2 separate regions of the Triticum aestivum genome follow, and region 1 is linked to region 2. A link is a contact called in public Hi-C data. All regions are on one chromosome and are shown on one strand. Each heading gives the region's core, a stretch centred on a gene start, on an enhancer-like site or on the middle of the called end of the contact. The rest is flanking DNA. Distances are from core to core; before and after follow the strand shown.

What was found. Hi-C and Micro-C count contacts between places; a contact is called where the count stands out from the background.
Region 1: a Hi-C map of leaf shows a contact between it and region 2, with 6 times the contacts expected there. The contact joins the promoter of LOC123065503 here to the promoter of LOC123070276 in region 2. A contact is called at or near these places in 2 of 5 Hi-C or Micro-C datasets (both in leaf).

Annotation. Positions count from the first base shown.
Region 1 is chr3B:445,398,040-445,402,161 of IWGSC CS RefSeq v2.1, reverse strand. LOC123065503 reads left to right here and starts at 2,646. Exons shown (of 2, transcript XM_044488766.1): 1 at 2,646-2,984; 2 at 3,210-4,122. The coding sequence starts at 2,683. The coding sequence ends at 3,507.
Region 2 is chr3B:444,728,487-444,732,424 of IWGSC CS RefSeq v2.1, reverse strand. It overlaps LOC123070276 (AMSH-like ubiquitin thioesterase 2), which reads right to left and starts at 2,260. Exons shown (of 9, transcript XM_044493393.1): 1 at 2,151-2,260; 2 at 1,105-1,151; 3 at 703-1,003; 4 at 502-591; 5 at 323-399; 6 at 117-191. The coding sequence starts at 1,118. LOC123070275 (putative exosome complex component rrp40) reads right to left here. Exons shown (of 11, transcript XR_006433582.1): 10 at 3,915-3,938; 11 at 3,007-3,419.

The DNA.
Region 1 (4,122 bases), core at 1,397-3,896, 670 kb before region 2:
CAGCTTCTCGTTGGTGCTATGGCTTCCTACTCTATGCACGCATACATGTGTAAATGTGGCTTCGTCACCTTTCTTAATGTTATGCTAAGAACTCTGCTAGTCAATGAATGATCCACCAGAGTTTTGGCTCGGATTTTGGCTATGAGTTTGTTATCATACGTAGTGGCAACGCTGCATCGAATAAAATTTCGTTTTCTCTTGAATGGGTGTGTATGTGGTACATACCGGATATTAATCACAAGAGCTCGAAAGAGGCAACATATTGGCGCATATTGTCCAAAATTAAGCCACTGTGAAACCTTATGCATGATCATTTCTTTGGCATAATCCTATCACGTGACAATAAAAGTTTCAACATGCAATGATTGAACAAAGTGCTTGAGAGCCTTGATGATAAGACACTCGTGGGTGTTTTAGCGAGTTACTCTAGAATCATGTTATCTTTACGTACCTTTCACTCCCTAATTTTTGTTTTCATTGCTCAAGAAAGAAAAGCTCTTCCAAGCATTCACAACAAGCAAGTGTTAACTAGAAGAAATAGAATTGAGATCTACTTAGTTATGTTATCTAGTTGAGCAAGAAATTTGCGTTGATTATCTTTGCTTCATTAACACTTGCATAATAACCATGTCACCGCTATAACTATACTATGTTTTCAGGTCAAGAAGCGGAGGGCTATCTAGGCGTACCTATCATAAGTGAACGAAAACATTCTCATTATTTCGGTTTAAACAACTGAGTTCTTTACGGCTTGGATTTCTCTCTATGTTGCTCGAGGATGATCAAGTTTAAGCTTGGGTTTAAACAACTGAGTGTTATTTTTACGCTCATTCAAACCTTATTTTAAATTGAGACTTTTCTTCAAACCGAGGTATTCGCTCAGATATCGCCACTAATGACTAACGAATGCAAATGTTTCCAAATATCTGATCTTTATTTTGTTTCCATAGAAAAAGGGCTATTTATGGACGAAATCAAACCAATACATGAAAAGAAGTAAAGAGGAGATAGAAGAGATTAAATGGAAGGTGCACAAGATAAGCTAGAGCAAAAAAGGGCGTTCCATACAACCGTGAGCGGTCGTATGGCCTGCTAAGGGCACTCTCTTATCCGCCGCTACAAATACCATGAAGGAGCCAATGCCAGAAACAACACAAATCGTCGCTGAAACCTCCATCTTCGTCATCCACAACAACGCTAGCCACCGTCATTTCCCATCCACATCTCCATAGCCGCCACTGTCTCCACCACCGTAGTACTCAGCCAACTAGCCATACTTTGTAATTGGATATCACATCCGACATCCATTCTAGGACATATTATCAATCAATCAACCTTCATGATGTGTTCTTTAATGATTTCTTCGTATGATCTGATCTTCATGTGTGAGTAGTTCGGTAAGGTCATGGTTGAGGCATAGCCCTACAACCCGATGTATTTGTTGGAGGGATCATGAAGTACTTTGAATTATCATCACATATGTGTAACATAAAATCTCTTCATAGTTGTCTCTTGTCTTGTTCGTGTTCTTCATCCATGTAGGTACCTAGGATCATGGAGAACGAGCCACTGAGAGGCTAAGCGTAGGGAGACTGTAATGTGTTATTCTGAACACCGATAACAAAAAACTTTAGTACGGTAACACAGAACCTATGTTTGAGGATATAAGATGTGTAGTCATTAAACATCCAATGCTTTTGTCTGATTTCTATCTTAATAACCGGGTAACCCCGAGCGTCGGATAGGGCGTTCGGTTGGACAATTGACTCTTGATACAGGGCGCGCGTCGGCCAAGACGTAATTTGGACACATCCCCTACTTCGATACATATCAAGTACATCTCGATGTGTGACTTCTAGGGCACAAATTAAGATCATAATGGTCCCGTCACAAATATATGGCTTTAAGAATAAGTCCTCATGCCCATGCTTATTTTTATTATAAGAGTTTTGAGTGTCAACTTGATTTTGATTCGGTCAAAAACTGAAATTAATTCTCTCGTAGAAGCTTGGTAGAAACTTTGCACCTTCCTCTCGTGGGTTTGATAACTTAGAGTCGGGTTTGATAACTTAGAGTCATCTCTGAGAGAAAAAGACGAGAATCATTTCTGCTCCTTTACTCGATCATTAAAGGGACTAATCACCTCTCCCCCTTTTTTCCTCTTTGTTCATTCTCTCTCACTCTCTACGATGCGCGGGAGGGGTGGGGACAAAGACCTGTCGGTGGTCTCGATATAGACATGCACACGTTCGCCAGAGGGGCCTTTCACAGCGAAACTTTGTTTCTTTGACGTGTCTCCTGAGGCTGCTTTAAGATCCGTGTTTTTCAGGGCATGAACACTGGAAGCATTAGTATACGGTGGTCTCATGCCCTCCATGTAGGCTTGTATGTACGGAGCCATCACTTTCTATAATACCACCCAACGAAAGCAGCAGCAGCATGTGGGTCCCATGTTGCTCTCTCTCTCTCTTACTTTATCCATCCTTTTCTTCCTCATTCACACACGCATCAGCCAGGACACAAACGATGGGCTGCTGCTAAGCCAGACCTTTTTTTTTCTCTAGCTTTTTCCTTAAGCACCCGCCTCTTCCGCAGGCAGCACTAGTACACTGCGAGGCAATCCTTCCTGACACCCGAACCTACGTGGTCTGCGGAGCACCCAGTTGAGGCGACGCGTTGGCCATGCCCTCATCTGATGGCCAAAAGGTAGTTCGCTGCGAAATCTCCCCTAGCAGACGTTCGCCGATTAACGTTTCCCAAAAGAAGAGCAAACCTAGTGCCCGCACGAGCTCGGGAATGGCCAAGCTCTCCGGCCGGTCCGCGAGCCTCCGTGCGGCGCCGGCCTCCTCCCACGAGCGCAGCAGCTCCGCCTGGATCTGGGGAGGCGGTCGTGGGTTGTGTGGTGGCCGATGGGGCGCGGCCACGGGGGGCGCCGCCGGTATGGATCAGACGGAGGCCGTGGGTTTCGCCAGAGATGAGATGAGGTGAGGCCCGTTACGTTCTCCGGCGCCGCCTGTCTCCTCCCCGGAACCAACTCCGACTCCGAAACAGACTCGTGCTCCCGTCTACACAAACGCTCTCGCGCGCCCCGCCCCGCCCCGCCCCGTCCGCGATTTGGTTTCGAGGTGTATGAGCTCTATATATCTAGATTCGCCCCGGCGCCCACAAGACCAGATCGATTGCGCTGATCTTTTCCCTCCGGTTTGTAGGATGTCTAAGCGACGACGCCGGGGCGAGGAGGGTGAGTCCCGCTGCCATGACCGCAGCGGCAACAAGCACAAGAGCCTCTATCTGGTTCTAGACGACTGGCACAGGGGCTTCACCATCCGCAAGCTTGACGCTGGCAGCCCTGACCTAAGCACCCCTCCTGTCGTCCGGCTAGTGTCACCTGCGCGTAACCTTACCTTTCGAACTCGAAGGCTACTTCGACGCCGAGCTAGATGCATGGGTTGGGCTACACCCAGATGGCTACATCTGCTCCTGCCAAGTTCCCTCCCTCAGCAGTAGCAGCAGCACATTGCAGCAGCCCAAATGGAAGATGGCCGAGGAGCACAGGATGTGGAGCCCATGGCATCAGTTGGCTAGAGGGCGAGGGCCTACTCTCACCTACATGGAAACTCCAGGTTTTTCCTTGTTGATTGTGTGGCTGCCGATGGTTTAGGTTCCAGGATGCTTTTGGTGACTCTTGTGGCTGCGTGCTCAACATGACCACGTTTCGTCTCAGCTACGATCGTGAGGGAAATCTGCAAATCAAAGACAGGAAAACTACCTCCTGTTGCGTGTCTAAGCAACTCTCGTCCTTCTCCCCAGTGGCCTTCTGGATGTAGCTACAGCCAAGGAAATTGCTCGTGCTGTTTTTTATTTATTTAGCTGTATGTCATGCATACTAGCTATGTTCATCGTCCTATCTGTAAATTACTCCCTCCATTTTTCTATATACAAGGCCACTTTGTAAATTGGGTCCAACTTTGACCATCGATTTGAGCAACAAAATATACAGAAAGCATTGGCATATAACATATATTTTGTTGCTCAAATTGATGATCAAAGTTAAGCCCAAATTATGAAATGGCCTTGTATAGAAAAACAGAGGGGGTATGATTTGAATCAATAAAAAGCAAA
Region 2 (3,938 bases), core at 1,011-3,510:
TACCTAATGTTCTTAGACCATATGATGTAGGCTAGCCATGTGTATTTATTTCATTTACAATATTAAACCAACAGAAAACTGAATTCGATGAAGTATGGAAATGTTCAGATATCTACATGTATCCACCCTGCAGGGTAAAGTGACTGCTCTGATAATACGGCGTGTATCTCCTCCTCGTTAGAAGCTTGACACTGCATTTGGAAACAGGCAGATTCATATAGATAAATGGAAGCAAGACACATTAAAGTAAGATGACAAATGATATGTTAAAAGGTAAAATGACAAATTAAACAAAATAATGTCTTTTTTCCCCAAACCATACAGTAACTGACATACTGAGTGAGCAGTTCCTTCTTGCTTTGGAATGATCAATGTTGTCACATAGTAAGTTCCATCCCTCTGCAAATAAATGTAAAAAATGAAGATGCAAATGTGAATATAGCAAGACTATCAGTGGTCACATTGGTAAATCTATCTAATTCTTCTCCCAACTGCACTTACAAATGAAGCACCAAGAATTCCACAGGTCTCTAGATTATTGCTTGTATTCTCCTTTGCAAGTTCCATGAATTCGTCTGTCAATCTCACTGACTGCAAGACACACATACATCAGCGATCTTATCTAAAACTTGACTGTCTTCACATGCTCCTAGGAAGCGCACACACTCAGTGAAGGGGATGAGAAATGAAAACAAAACGTACTATTTGCATGTCATGCAAATTGTTAGATGCAGAAGACTGCCCGAATGAAGGTGTTGATTGATCATCCACGTATTCAGTATCATGGCTAAAAGGAGCATCGCCAAAGCTAGAAAGGTCTTCTATCCAAGAAACTATAGGAGATGGAAAGTGGTGCTTCACAGGGTAGGCACCGATATCGCGATCCATTGTTGTTGGCAGATTAGATTGGTAGTGGGTGATCTTTTTAGCATCGGCAGTATGGAGATACATCGTTTCACCAGGTGTTGAACGCGTCCTACATTTTCTGGTAGTGTTTTCAGATCTGCCATCAGCATCACATGTCAAAATGTTATGAACTCATAATGTTGTAGCAGAACTACAGTTGAGATACAGAAAAATAAGAGACTAGCTGGTATGGTATACCTCCCGCAACTCATGGCTGGGGGCACTCAGCGGGACCTAATTCCAACCTGGAAATTGAGAATTGCCAAACAATTAGGAACAGAGAAAAGAGTGACAGCATTTTACTCATTTATTTTAAAATGTAGCAGCTTCAGGAGATCCCAACAGCAGCAGCACGTGGCGTTAAGCATCAGTTAGTCAAACTAAACAGATTTGCTTTTTTCAATCCTAATAAAAAATGATCAACATCATCTAAAACATATAAAGTAGTGCTGCCATAGACCATGAACCACTGCTCAAAGCCTCAAACTCGCGATCAATGGGATAATGGTAGTGACCGTGGTCACTTGTCGCTTTAGAGGAACAAAAAAAACGTAAACACCTACTCCCTCCATTCCGAATTACTTGTCACAAAAATGGATAAAAATGGATATATCAATAACTAAAGATATGTCTAGATACATCCATTTATGTGAAACAAGTAATTCCAGACGGAGGGAGTACATAATAATTAGTCCGATACTCGGATTACAGATCAGCTCAACTCGACATACTCCCTCCATCGACAAATACTACCTCCGTCCCAAAAATAAGTGTCTTAGTACAAAGTTGTACTAAGGTCAAGACACTTATTTTGCGACGGGGTCAAGACACTTATTTTGGGACGGAGGGAGTATAAGATATTCTAACTATTTCCTGAACCGGATGTATATAGACACGTTTTAGTGCGTTTGTTCACTCATTTCAGTCGGTACGTAGTTCATATTGAAATATCCAAAAGACCAAAACATCTTACACTATTTGTGAACAACGGAGGGAGTACCAGCAACCACCGAACTACCAAACATGTACAAGGACAAGCTACCACGTTGTCAGCAAAAAGAAAAGAAAAAGAAGACAAGCTACCACCTCGCCGAAGGAGACTATCCTTATCTTCCCCCGGCCGGGGCCGGGAAATCTACTAATCTCTGTCTAAGAAATTCGTGGGCAGCCTGCCAGACAGCTAGGGAAAAGCAGCCGCGAACGCACGGAGAAGCGAGGTCGGGAAAGAGGGAAAGGGCGCTCACCGGGAGTAGTCTGGACTGGAGGAACTTTGCTGGAGCCGAGGGGAAGCCGAGGGGGGGGGGGGGGGGGGGAAGAGGGAGGGGAAAGGCGAGCAAGCGATGGGCGCGTGATGCTGATGCTCTTGTGTTGTCCGACGCGAATCGAAAGCCGCAGCCGCGGCCGGTTTCAGAACGAGATTGCGTGCACACACACGTCGCCGTCAGAGGGGCCGTGCATGCCATACACATCATCGTCCGTCGCACAGAAAAGAAAGGAAGGGATTTAAAAGCGAGACAGAATTTCATTTCAACTATATAAAAAAAACGAGAGAGAATTTGGGATAAGGACGACAAGTCCGAGGCCCGGAAGGTGCCGACGGGAAGCAAAAAATGCATCAAGAGAGAGCGCCGTGGCTGGCGGTGCGTTGGGACTCCGTGTCCCGTGTCTGCGTGTCGGCTGGGCATTCGGGCAAGCGGACGGTGCCGACCTGCCTGTGCATGGCGCAGCGCGGGACGGAGAGGGTGGACAGTTTTTTTTTTTTTTGAGCTTGGGTGGACAGTTTGTTGGGGAATCGGGAGGCGTCACGTTTGCGCGCTTGTGATCTGCAGGAAAGTTTCAGGTGATAACGAGACCTAGGGTATACGGGTTTTGGGCCGTTGGATCTCAGATCCAACGCATCTAAGAGGCTGCTGTACCTGCGCGCAATTCCTAAACTTTTGAGGGGCTTCTTTGTAAAATGTTCCAGAGCCACCTGCGAGCCGTTGGACGATCGCATCTCAGGCGCGGGAGCGAGTGTCTAAAAGTTGTAATTGCCGGATCAGTACAAACCAGTTCTGCTACGTTTTCGTGTCAAGAAACGTGAAATCATGCGCCATATCATTGAGCAGGACTTCAGCTGATTTTGCTTACAGAGCTCAGTGTGATAGTTTCACACCATAAATTTATAAAATATAGGAGTAACATCCATCAATCATCTTCTAATAGAGCAGCACACGCAGCCTTGTGCAAATCTCTTACAGTAGCATATTACAAAGCTAAGAAACCATGTATCCGCAAGTACAACATCCACCCGGTGATTTAGAACGTTTACCAATCAACCGGTTGCTTTAGCCCCTGCATCATCAAAAAGCACCAACCACTTTAACGCGTCTATTTTACATGCCATCCCATCTACTATTCCTTGGTAAGGTGCATGATAATGACTAGCCATCTTTCCAGTTGCAGAATCATCTGCCGCGTTTGACAAACAATAATTCAGAATCCTTTTACAGTGCCTGATTATGTCCTGCTCCCTGCAAGGGAAGATGCAGTCAAATTTTCCAACACTTCTCAATCAACAACAGCAGACATGAAACATGCAGTGCAATCTTCTCCTTAACCCAGTGGAATAGATTATGATATCGCTCCGTGATGAAGCAATAGTTATGTCTCGGTGTCCATTGATCCAGTGAAGAAAAAAAAGGGAAGAATTAACATTTGCGATCAAGAAGTCTACATTTAAGTGTACAAATGGTTCGCATGCTGCTGACCATATGTACTCCCTCCGCTCCCAAATGTATAAGTCTTTTTAGAGATTCCAACAAGTGACTACACACGGAGCAAAATGAGTGAATCTACACTCTAAAATATGTCTACATACATCCGTATTTTGTAGTCCATTTGAAATGTCTAAAAAGACTTATATTTAGGAACGGAGGAAGTAGAAGCTATGTATTCGCGACTCAAAAGTCTATTTAATAATTGTATAAATTCTGAAACATGTAAAATGATGTTATCCTGTTGTTCACCTTATGCAGGATGCATGACGTAGG